Linked DNA regions of Mus musculus: all the other regions are linked to region 1. Evidence: chromatin contacts called from public promoter capture Hi-C data. All regions are on one chromosome and are shown on one strand. Each heading gives the region's core, a stretch centred on a gene start, on an enhancer-like site or on the middle of the called end of the contact. The rest is flanking DNA. Distances are from core to core; before and after follow the strand shown. Region 1 holds the start of Ldhd (lactate dehydrogenase D). Region 2 holds the start of Chst5 (carbohydrate (N-acetylglucosamine 6-O) sulfotransferase 5). Region 3 overlaps Chst5 (carbohydrate (N-acetylglucosamine 6-O) sulfotransferase 5).

What was found. Promoter capture Hi-C pulls out the DNA fragments that hold promoters and counts their contacts.
Region 2: a promoter capture Hi-C map of stem cell-derived epiblast-like cells shows a contact between it and region 1, with 2.3 times the contacts expected there. The contact joins the promoter of Chst5 here to the promoter of Ldhd in region 1. A contact is called at or near these places in 5 of 39 promoter capture datasets (cranial neural crest, embryonic stem cells, hippocampal neurons and 2 more) and 1 of 115 datasets of contacts at active chromatin or transcription factors (embryonic stem cells).
Region 3: a contact with region 1 is called in a promoter capture Hi-C map of embryonic stem cells. The contact joins the enhancer-like site here to the promoter of Ldhd in region 1. A contact is called at or near these places in 2 of 39 promoter capture datasets (embryonic stem cells and pre-B cells), 2 of 115 datasets of contacts at active chromatin or transcription factors (both in embryonic stem cells) and 1 of 9 other capture datasets (liver).

The regions. Positions count from the first base shown.
Region 1 is chr8:111,628,426-111,632,284 of GRCm38.p6, reverse strand. Ldhd (lactate dehydrogenase D) reads left to right here and starts at 1,949. Exons shown (of 11, transcript NM_027570.4): 1 at 1,949-2,046; 2 at 2,230-2,342; 3 at 2,538-2,679; 4 at 2,863-3,004; 5 at 3,140-3,299; 6 at 3,565-3,764; 7 at 3,847-3,859. The coding sequence starts at 1,975.
Region 2 is chr8:111,908,157-111,912,015 of GRCm38.p6, reverse strand. Chst5 (carbohydrate (N-acetylglucosamine 6-O) sulfotransferase 5) reads left to right here and starts at 1,817. Exons shown (of 2, transcript NM_019950.2): 1 at 1,817-1,884. It overlaps Tmem231 (transmembrane protein 231), which reads left to right. Exons shown (of 7, transcript NM_001033321.2): 7 at 1-9.
Region 3 is chr8:111,888,563-111,892,421 of GRCm38.p6, reverse strand. It overlaps Chst5 (carbohydrate (N-acetylglucosamine 6-O) sulfotransferase 5), which reads left to right. Exons shown (of 2, transcript NM_019950.2): 2 at 1,421-3,287. The coding sequence starts at 1,436. The coding sequence ends at 2,623. Among named protein-coding and RNA genes, the nearest start is that of Tmem170, 14 kb to the right of the region's middle. Within about 2 kb of position 1,946, at least 25 of the 459 cell types and tissues checked have an H3K27ac peak or open chromatin away from gene starts, as enhancers often do. A contact at or near this core is called in embryonic stem cells, where this site is marked.

The DNA.
Region 1 (3,859 bases), core at 700-3,199:
CGCCACCACGCCCGGCAGAGCTTCTCTCTTCTCTTCTCTTCTCTTCTCTTCTCTTCTCTTCTCTTCTCTTCTCTTCTCTTCTCTTCTCTTCTCTTCTCTTCTCCTCCCCTCCCCTCCCCCCTCCCCTCTCTTCTCTTCTCTTCCTCTCCTCTCTTTCCCCTCCCCTCCCCTCCCCTCTCCTCTCCTCCCTTCTCTTCTCTTTTCCCTTCCCTTCCCTTCCCCCTTTCCCCCTCCCTCCTTCCCCTCCCCTCCCTTTTCTTTTCTTTTCTTTTCTTTTCTTTTCTTTTCTTTTCTTTTCTTTTCTTCTTTCTGTCACAGTATGAGAAAAGAAACTCATACACAAGTCAAAATGGAGTCACTTGCGCTCAATGCCACACAATCCGAACAAAACTGTAAGGAAACATGTAGGATCCCATCAGGCTAAGGTTCCCAGAAACTATAAATTCCAGTCTGAGTCATTGTAAGGAGAGAATCCCTGAGAAGGAGGGTGGTAGTGGGAAGTGTGTGGGATGTTTCATAAGAACAAAACGTAACAGTGCTCAGTCCGTGACACTGGAGCTGTGTGTACCACGACATCGACAGAGTGTCCCATCTGCTTTAACCTTACCAGGAAGGCCAGATTGACTTCAACCCATCAGCTCCCCTCCTGTTGTCCCTGTTTTAGAGAACCCACTGTCCGCTGGGGGGTTTCGTTCAATTCTGTAGTCTTGGAGGGTGCCCCAATCCAAAAAGAGCAAATAAAAGCAATTAGATCTATAACTAAATTTGCTATTTTAAGGATTTCTTTTTAGTTTATAGGTATGAGTGTTTTGCCTGTGTATTTGGCCCACAGAGGCCAGAAGAGGGTGTTTGATTCCCTGCTTGGGATTTGAGTTACAGATGGTTGTGAGTCATCCCATGTGGGTGCTAGGAATTGAACCCGGGTCCTCTGCAAGAGCAATCAGTGCCCTTAACTCTGATGCTATCTCTCCACCACCCCATTCCCTATAACTAAATTTGTCATTTTGTCTTGTTTTGTTTTCTTTTGTTATGGCTCAGGCTGGCTTCATCTCATCCTCCTCCTAACTCAGACTCTCTGTGTGGGTTTACAGGTGCATACCATAAGGCCTGGCTGGCATGATTTTCTCTTTTTACATATTCATCCAAATGTGGTTGGTGAATTAAGAGAGAACCACCAACTCCACGAAGTTGTTTTCTGATCTCTACGCATGCACTGTGGCGCGTATGTTCCTCCATCATGCACACAGACACAATAAAGCTGGATAAAAAAACTAAATAAATTAGGAGTTTGTATTCCTGACCGGAAGGAAGAGAGTCATTGGGAGGTAGTTTAGCTCAGTGGTGGTAGCAAAGGCTCTTCTGGAATTGCTGTGGGAGTTGTTTGGAACCAACAGGATGGTCTTGGAATTAATCTCCTTCCCTGCTTTTCCTTAGCACTCCTCTGCAAGGCGGCCTTTCTGGGCACTGCACTATGCTACCCACTCTGTCCCAGAATGACCTCTGGAGTTTCCCTCTTCGTGGTCATGGTGGCAAGTCTACTCTGTGGCATGCTGTTGAGGCTTGCAAGGTGAGGAAGGCTCTGCCTGACAGGGAGTCAGGAGATGATTCAGGGAGTAGGGCACAGTGTATGTGCCAAGGTTGCAGGCCGGCCTGAGCTCTGGAATGGAAAGGAAAACTGCAGCTTAGAGATCAAAGAAGAGGCTGGAAGTGTAGAAGACAAAGTCCGAGTGCCCGGTGGGACTTGAAAGCCTCCGTACACGATGTTTGTTTGGAGGGCTCTTCGGGGAGCAGCAGTTAGTTGACTTGTAACACGTGAAGTAGCTGTTGTCCTTCTTTTCCAGATCTGCAGAGGCCACCTTAAACCGGCTCCACCTTAAGCAGGCTCCACCCAGGGCAGCTATTGGGCACAGCGAGAGGCAGGCTGGCAAGGCTTCCTCTCCGCCTAGTTATTCTCCCCTTAGCTGCGGTCTGGCTATGGCCATGCTCCTTCGGGTGGCCACCCAGAGGCTGTCTCCCTGGAGGAGTTTCTGCTCCAGGGGGTCGCAGGTATAAGTCTACTTGTGGATGGGGTCCCAGAGGGTGGAGAGCCCGACGTAATGTCCTCGGGGCTCAGTGACGTCACCTTGCAGGTTGACCAGCCCCTCATTCTTCCCACCCGGCCACAGGGCAGGTCTGTGGCTCCCTCCGACTGTCTTTCCGATGACCCCCTCGCACTTTTCTCCCCTGCAGGGTGGACTCAGCCAGGACTTTGTGGAGGCTCTGAAGGCAGTTGTAGGGAGCCCCCACGTGTCCACTGCTTCTGCAGTCAGAGAGCAACACGGGCATGATGAATCGATGCACAGGTATCAGAAGGGACTGAGGGTCCCTGTCTCTCTGGTCACCTGTTTGGAGTTCTGGCATCCTTACACGGAGAGGTGCTCTCTGCCCTGATCTGCTGAGGTCCCTGTCCTTGGGTCCTTAAACCATTGCAGGTTCCTGGATAAGAGAGGGTGAGAAGCTTCCATCCTTTTCAAACCTCTGGGCCTGCCTGCTTCTAGGTGTCAACCTCCTGATGCTGTGGTTTGGCCTCAGAATGTGGACCAGGTCAGCCGAGTGGCAAGCCTGTGCTACAATCAAGGTGTTCCCATCATCCCATTTGGCACAGGCACCGGTGTTGAGGGGGGAGTCTGTGCTGTGCAGGTATAGTGGGGGTGCCCTGGGTCTGGTCCCATTATACAGGACACATTTACAGCTCTCTTCACCTGCCATCCCAGAGCTTTGGTATGGTTGCTGCAGGCCTCAGCCATAAAATGGGGCTCTAGCGGGCTGCCTCGGGCCTAGAGACCTAGGTTGGGCAGCTGTTTTTGACTCCCTTGCTACCAGGGTGGAGTGTGCATCAACCTGACCCATATGGACCAGATCACGGAGCTGAATACAGAAGACTTCTCCGTGGTGGTGGAGCCTGGAGTCACCCGTAAAGCTCTCAATACCCACCTGCGTGACAGTGGCCTTTGGTTTCCTGTTGGTAGGCCTTGGACTAACCACAGAGTACCTGACCGAGGGCTTGGGGGCGTGGTCTGAGGGATTTCACAGGGCCCCATCTTTCCCACAAGAGGGAAAGGGCCTCTGCAGTTGCCCTCTCCAGCATTTCATTCTCTAGACCCAGGCGCAGATGCTTCTCTGTGTGGCATGGCAGCCACCGGGGCCTCGGGCACCAATGCTGTGCGCTATGGAACCATGCGGGACAACGTGATTAACCTGGAGGTAGTGCTGCCTGACGGCAGGCTGCTTCACACCGCAGGCCGGGGCCGCCATTACAGGTGAGCACTGCCTGACCCAGTTGCAGGGCCTCCTGGATTGGATCGGTAAGTGACACTCAGGAGCACCCTGCAACTCTGGAGGCTCAGCTGGAGTTGGCTCTCCCTGTGCAAGGCCTCTCTGGGTCATTAAACCACAAACTCTGTGATGACAATCTGGGGCTGCAGGAGATCAGACCAAACCTGTCTTCTAGCTATGGTGACTTCTGTAGTTGTAGTCGCTCACACGGCCTGGGCGCTCACCTACCTTGTATGTTCCTGGGCCCAGGAAGAGTGCAGCTGGCTACAATCTCACAGGACTCTTTGTGGGCTCTGAGGGGACCCTGGGCATCATTACATCAACCACCCTGCGCCTGCACCCTGCGCCGGAAGCAACGGTGGCTGCCACCTGTGCGTTCCCCAGTGTTCAAGCGGCTGTGGACAGCACAGTTCAGATCCTCCAGGCTGCAGTGCCCGTGGCTCGCATTGGTGAGCCAGGGGGGTGGGTTCCACCGAAAAGGCCCCCTTAGAAGGCCAGGCCTCACCTGATCAGCCCTCTCCCTGGTTCCAGAGTTCCTAGATGA
Region 2 (3,859 bases), core at 568-3,067, 280 kb before region 1:
AAGAACGTTTCCCTTGGCTTCTGAACGGCAGGGACCCTGGGTGTGTGTGGGGTGGTGACGGTGGAGAATAGGGAGAGAAGAGCTTCCCCGTGGTTCTGACTGACTGACTTTAATAGCCGTCCTCTGCCAGTGCCCTGCCTAAAGACGCTGGCGCTTTTGTTAGGTCTTTGGCAAAAGTCCCCTAGTAACAGAAGATTTTTTTTCATTGGAATCCATATGGCAAGTGGGAGGCTCAGGCTGGAAACTTACAACTGTGTTTGGTGAGTATCAGCTTTTCAGATCAGATGTTGGGTGGTTCTAAGCCTACTTGGCACAGAATGGCAAAAGGAAAAATAGTGGAAATATATACAGAATTGCAGCTGAGCTCTAACCCAGAGTCTGAGTTGATTACTCATCCCGGGAAGGTGGATGGGGAAAGGTCTGATTTTGTCACTTGATCCGTTCAGATTCTGTTTGAGTGAGGTGAGGCCTGGGTCCCCCCTACTCTGTTCATTTCTCCCCCCCCCCCCCCACTTCTTCACATTCATGCATTTCAAAGTAAGTTTTGTACATTTTTGGCCAGGTAAATTCTAAAAGTGTCTCCTGGAGAAAATATGTAAATCTCACGAGCCTCGATTAAACTTATTTAATGTTATGGAAACAGGGTCTTGGAATGTAACCCAGGGTGGTCTTACACTTCAGGTAATCCTTCTGCCTCAGTTTCTCAAGTGCTGGAATTAATTACAGGAATGATTCACCAAACCTGACTTTAAATTTTTGTTTTACTTTTCAAAACAGGGTTTCTCTGTAGCCCTGGTTGTCCTGGCACTCACTCTGTAGACCAGGCTGACCTCGAACTCAGAGACCCACTTTCACATCCCGTGTGCTGGAATTAAAGGCCTGTGCTGCTACCACCCAGCTCTGAAGAAAGTAACCGCCATCTAACTTTACCCAGAAGTTAGTAGACAGCATTCTCTTAGAATGCAGCTATTTATTTATTTATTTGTTTATTTATTTTTGTGCTCATTGTAGCTTCCCCGCCCCCTGTGGTAAATACCACTTCTTTGAAAGTTATATATAAATCTTCATTGTTGGTTTATTTCCTTAAGATAGATTCAGAAAGAAGTTACTAGCTCAGAAAACTCATGGTCATGGTTAAGGATCCTAATTTTATCTTGCCAAGCCGCAAGCCCGGAAAGGCTCCCAGAAGGGACTTGAACCCCCACCACGGATTTACAAATCTCCCACAAAGCCCTGCCTTCTGCATATGCTTGGGCTCTGCCCTATTACTTGTTAAGAGGAGAAATCTCTTTTCTGCGATGTGTCCAGTGTTTATCTGGACCTGCACCTCTGGGTAGAGGCGTGTACCCGAAGGGGATGGCAGCTGCAAAAACTACCTGTTCCCTCGGCCCCTCCCGACTCCGCTGTTGTTTAGGAGGCATCCTGGTCCCCCTGGCATCAAGGTGTCTGTTTGGATAGTTGCAAAGATGCCACCCTCAGAGGAGGGGGCAAGATAAAGATTCAATTTCCTGCACAAGGGCCTTTTGTCCTCTGGAAGCTTCTTCCCTCGGGACAGATATTTTCGGTCCATTAGTGGGGCCGAGCGGTGGCTCTGCCAGCAGGCTTGATGATCCATCCACCCCACCCCGTGGGGGGCGGTCAGTGTTCCGGGAGCCCACCTGTGTCCTCCACCTTCCTGCCCTCGCCCCCCTCCCCCGCCCCCGGGCGTGGCCCACCACGGTCACGCCTGGGAAGGATAGAGGAGCCCTAGGCCAACTGGCTGCCTCCTTGCTCCGATCCCGCCCTGGCTCCCGCCGGCGGCCCCAGGCAAAGAGCCACCACCGACTGAGCGGCTCTTTGTGTGCGCCCTGGGTGCGCAGCGCAGAAGCGCAGCGGGCAGCGCAGGTAGAGCGGGGCCGGGACGGGGGAGGGGACGGGGTGCCTGCTCCAGGGTGGGGGGCCCGGGTCTTCGTGATAACTAAGGTTAAGGATAACTAAGGACTCCTGCACCCCAACATCTCGTTCTTACTGCTCTTCCGGGATTCCTATCTGGTTTTCTCCAAGTGTTTCTTATATGTTAGTACCCCATCGGTGCCCTCTAGATTCCCGGGCCGATGTCACTGGATGTCCCTTCTTCGCTGTGGGATCGTAAGAACGGAGTCTGTCCCCGTGGATTCCCAGGGAAGAAGGACTGCTTGTGGGGTAGAAATCGGAAGGGACCAGTCCTAGGAGTCTTTGTTGAGCCTGGGGAGAGAGCGGTTCTCCTCTGGGCGGCAGGGCCAGTTCGTGGGCAAACTCCAAGCTTTCGGGTATAGATGAGTAATCAGGTCTCCAGGTGGGATGTTCCATTTCAAGGAGGGATTTGGACTGAACTGGAGACGCAGCTCTCGTAGCTCACCGGTCTGACAGCTTAGCCAGGCTTGGTGGCGAGAGTGAATTGTGTATAATGTGTGTCATAGTGACAAGTTATGGTTCGCAGGGCTCTTGGAAATGGTCAGTCCGCCAGGGGCTTCACCCCTCCTTTCCCTCTCCCATCCACTAGTAGTGCATCATTTTAAGCTTGCTCAAGAGCTTTGTCACAGAATGCTGAAGAAAAAAATTAGTTTGCAACCAGATCTAGAATTTGGGTCTAGTGGCTTGGCTTTTCGATGTTCAGTCTTGGACACAGCAGTGGGTTTTCTTGGCCGCAGTATGTGCTGTGCGCACCCCAAAAAATGTTCCTTTCTCTTTCCTCCTAATACATAGCAGGAAGGGGAAACAAATTCAATTCCCCCCACACTTCGGAAGGAGGGCTTAAGGGTTCTGGGATTTGAGGCCTGATTACTTGGTACGGTCCAGGCTGTCACTGTAGCCCAGGGTGGCCTGGCCTCCAACTCATAAATTCTGGGATTACAGGACTGTGTTGCCATGCTCTTAGCTAAATACACCAAATGCTGTCTTTTTTTTTTTTTTTTTTTTTTTTTTTTTTTTTTTTTGAGACAGGGTTTCTCTGTGTAGCCCTGGCTTTCCTGGAACTCACTTTGTAGACCAGGCTGGCCTCGAACTCAGAAATCCACCTGCCTCTGCCTTCCGAGTGCTGGGATTAAAGGCGTGCGCCACCACGCCCGGCTAAATGCTGTCTTTTTAAAGATGAGGGAATTGAGGCTCGAACACGGGGGGGGGGGGGGGGGGGGGGGTAGGGGGGGAGGCTGGGGCTAGGCTGACTGGAAGCCCGGGTGCAGAAAGAGCTACATACAGGGAAGAGAAGACAGTGGGTGGGGTGACTCGTTCTAGTCTCATTTTACGAAGGAATCTGACATAGGCTATGAACCCAAAAGCCAGGCTTCCAGCCATGATTTCTCAGTCTTCTGTGTTGTGTGCACTTGTGTTTTCTCTGCCTGTACTAGCTGCCTTTTGTTAGAGTCAGAGGGTCATCAAAGTCTGTCTGGACTGCTGTGCTAGGGGTTTTCTTATGTGAGGAATTTCTCTTAGGTTCATAGAATAATATAATTATGACTCAGATCACAAGATCACCTGACTAGTGGTTTTGTTTTTTGTTTTTTGGGGTGTTTGTTTGTTTGGTTGGTTGGTTTTTTGTTTGTTTGGGTTTTTTTGTGGTTTTTTTTTGGGTTTTGGTTTTTTGGTTTTTCGAGGCTGGGTTTCTCTGTATAGCCCTGGCTGTCCTGGAACTCACTCTGTAGACCAGGCTGGCCTCGAACTCAGAAATCTGCCTGCCTCCCAGGTGCTGGGATTAAGGGCATGCGCCACCACTGCCCGGCTAAGACTAGTGTTATTTTAAGTGCTTTAGAAATATGAGCATCCCCGTCTTGAGTCGGAGCCCGTAAGTTAGGGATACTATGTCCTCTGTTTTATCAATCTAAAGTAAAAAACAGGCACAGAG
Region 3 (3,859 bases), core at 697-3,196, 260 kb before region 1:
GCAAGAGAATAATCTGAAGTGGAGTAAACCTTCAGACTGCCATGGGAAGTTCCAGGGACTTCCAAACTGGAGTCCTGAGCTAACCCTGCCTGCATCTCCCCTCTAAGCCTCGAATCCTCCAACTAAACCTCAGAGGTCATAAGGTCTGCTGCAGGGGCAGTTATGTTAAATCAATGGCTGTGCATAAAGCAACAAGTGCTTGCTGGCACATCTGGCGCCTCGTGCAGAGCAGACAGGGGGCGGTTCCCTGTCTTCCGGGTTTTCTAGAGCTGGGTGTGTGATCCAGGAAGACGCCCCGGAATCAGCAGGAAAGACAGCCTTTAAGTGTATTCCAGGAATTTGACCTCTGCTTGCTCTGGTCTTGCTCGCTCCAGCCCAAAGATTTATTTATTATTCTATGTAAGTACATTGTAGGAATACACATGATGGAAGGACAGAACCCATTCCCCCAAATTGTCTTTGTCCTTTGACCTCCTATATACTCACACCCACACTTCCCCATACACACAAAGAACAGAGGGGAAGGGACCAGAGACCGTGTATCTTAGTAAGCTGTGCATCTCAGGCACAGCACAGCATCTTCAGACTCACCAGAAAAGGGCATCAGATCTCATTACAGATGATTGGGAGCCACCATGTGGTTGCTGGAATTTGAACTCAAGTCCTTCAGAAGGGCAGTGAGTGCTCTTAACCGCTGAGCCATCTCTCCAGCCATCCTGTTTATTTTATTTTATTTTATTTTATTTTATTTTATTTTATTTTGGTTTTTTTGAGATAGGGTTTCTCTGTATAGCCCTGGCTGTCCTGGAACTCACTTTGTAGACCAGGCTGGCCTCAAACTCAGAAATCTGCCTGCCTCTGCCTCCGGAGTGCTGGGATTAAAGCCACCACGCCTGGCTTCACCCTGCTTGTTTTTAATAACAAAAATAGTGCTGTTTGCTAATAAAAAAAAAGTCATACAACACGGAAGCACACGGTGTTCCAGTCTTAAACCACGGGTGTTACTACACTCTCCTTCGCCTAAGCTTCATTGAGTCGTCCCCCGCAAATCTTGGAAGCCAGATGCTTGTATTATCCCCCTTTAACAGATGAGTGAATAGAGGTTTAGTGAGATTGCCTGGTCCTACGATCACAGAGCAGGAAGCAAAGAGGCAGGACCCTCAAAAGCCCGGGCAGCTCAGACATGGCCAATCACCCAGCAGTGACTCCGTAAGAGGGATTCTTAAGCAAAAGGCAGGAACTTTGTTTGAAAAACTAGTATTTGCTAAACCAGGTGTGGTAATACATACCTGAAATACCAGCACTTAGGAGCCAGAGGCAGAAGTAGAAGTTTAGGGTCCTCTTGCAAATTCACACAGAGTGCAGCTTGCACTGGGCAGAAGTTCAGGCCACAGTTAACCTTACCCCTCCTTTTTTTTAGGCCCTAGCCAGAGGTATGCGGCTACCCCGTTTCTCCAGCACTGTCATGCTTTCGCTCCTGATGGTACAGACTGGCATCCTGGTCTTCCTGGTCTCCCGGCAAGTGCCATCGTCCCCAGCAGGCCTTGGGGAGCGTGTGCACGTGCTGGTACTGTCCTCGTGGCGCTCGGGCTCGTCCTTCGTGGGCCAGCTCTTCAGCCAACACCCCGATGTCTTCTACCTGATGGAGCCGGCTTGGCACGTCTGGGATACGTTGTCGCAGGGCAGTGCCCCCGCACTCCACATGGCCGTGCGTGACCTGATCCGCTCAGTGTTCCTATGCGACATGGACGTATTTGATGCCTACCTGCCCTGGCGCCGCAACATCTCGGATCTCTTCCAGTGGGCGGTGAGCCGCGCATTGTGCTCACCTCCGGTCTGCGAAGCCTTCGCTCGTGGCAACATCAGCAGCGAGGAGGTGTGTAAGCCTCTGTGCGCAACGCGGCCCTTCGGCCTGGCTCAGGAAGCCTGCAGCTCCTATAGTCACGTCGTGCTCAAGGAGGTGCGCTTCTTTAACCTACAGGTGCTCTACCCGCTGCTCAGCGACCCTGCGCTCAACCTGCGCATCGTGCACCTAGTGCGCGACCCGCGGGCCGTGCTGCGCTCCCGAGAGCAGACAGCCAAGGCGCTGGCACGGGACAATGGCATCGTCCTGGGTACCAACGGCACGTGGGTGGAGGCGGACCCCCGGCTGCGCGTGGTCAACGAGGTATGCCGCAGCCATGTGCGCATCGCAGAGGCAGCCTTGCACAAGCCGCCGCCCTTCTTGCAAGATCGCTACCGCCTGGTGCGCTACGAGGATCTGGCCCGGGACCCACTCACCGTAATCCGTGAACTCTATGCCTTCACCGGCCTGGGTCTCACGCCGCAGCTCCAGACTTGGATCCACAATATCACGCATGGTTCAGGGCCAGGCGCGCGCCGTGAAGCCTTCAAGACCACATCCAGGGATGCGCTCAGTGTATCCCAGGCCTGGCGCCACACGCTGCCCTTTGCCAAGATTCGCCGGGTCCAGGAACTGTGCGGGGGTGCACTGCAGCTGCTGGGTTACCGGTCTGTGCATTCGGAGCTTGAGCAAAGGGACCTCTCTCTGGACCTCCTGCTGCCAAGAGGCATGGACAGTTTCAAGTGGGCATCGTCCACGGAGAAGCAACCGGAATCTTAGAATTTTAGTGGAGAGACCCAGCTATAACATTAGGGTCTATTGGAGTATGATAAAGAAAGGGCTTGGAGAACCCAAAAGCAAGTAGCTGGGAGTGTGAGTGATCTTGTCCTGTACTAGGAAAGGATGGAGTCCAAATCCCACATCTCTTTCTGTCCAGATTGTAGTTTTCGGTTGGGTCTTTTAGGATTTGGATTCCCACCAAGTACTATCGAATGGAAAGCAAAAGCTGTGCCCACTTCCTTCAGAGAGGCAGCCAGCCTCCTACTAAAGCACTTCCTTTCTCGTTGACTCTCTCCCCTCTTTGATCATACCATGCAATCGCAGAGAATGGGGTCCCAGGCCTGCTCTGGAGTGCGGGAAAGGCGCGGCTGTGGGCTGGCTCCTAAAATCTGTGCACCTGCCTCTCGTTGGCTCACCCAGACCTCTGCTCACTGCCACGCCCTAGTATCTCAGTCCATCATAGACTTGGACAGTTATGGGCCTGGTCAAGGAGGAAAATGAGACGATGCTTCCCTCTGTGATTCTCTGCCTGACCTTCTAGAAGGGAATCCAGGCACACACACAACCATACCTGAGGAGGATGGCTTTTTAATGAATCTTTGATTTGTCCTGAGATGAAAGATCCTAATTTATGGAAATAAACATAAATATGCTGCGTGATCCAGATTATAGCCTATTGTGTTTGAAAAGCATCTTAAGAAGTAAGAGGAAGGGCTGGTGAGATGGCTCAGCGGTTAAGAGCACTGACTGCTCTTCCAAAGGTCCTGAGTTCAAATCCCAGCAACCACATGGTGGCTCACAACCATCCGTAACAAGATCTGACTCCCTCTTCTGGAGTGTCTGAAGACAGCTATAGTGTACTTACATATAATAAGTAAATAAATATTAATAAATAAATAAAATTTTTAAAAAAGTAAGAGGAAGCCGGGTGTGGTGGCACATGCCTTTAATCCCAGCACTTGGGATGCAGAGGCAGGTGGATTTCTGAGTTCGAGGCCAGCCTGGTCTACAGAGTGAGTTCCAGGACAGAGAAACCCTGTCTCAAAAAACCAAAACCAACCAAACAAACAAAAGTAAGAGGACTTATTCAAGGTCACATTTTAGGAGAAATGAAGGAAGGAGCTGGATTAGCTCTTTGCCCTGGGGCTGCAGTGGGTAATTCAGGTTTTCATAGCTCTGTGTCCTAGCAGCAATAATCTCTAGCTATACTTTCCCCCTAGAAATACAGCTAGGGGG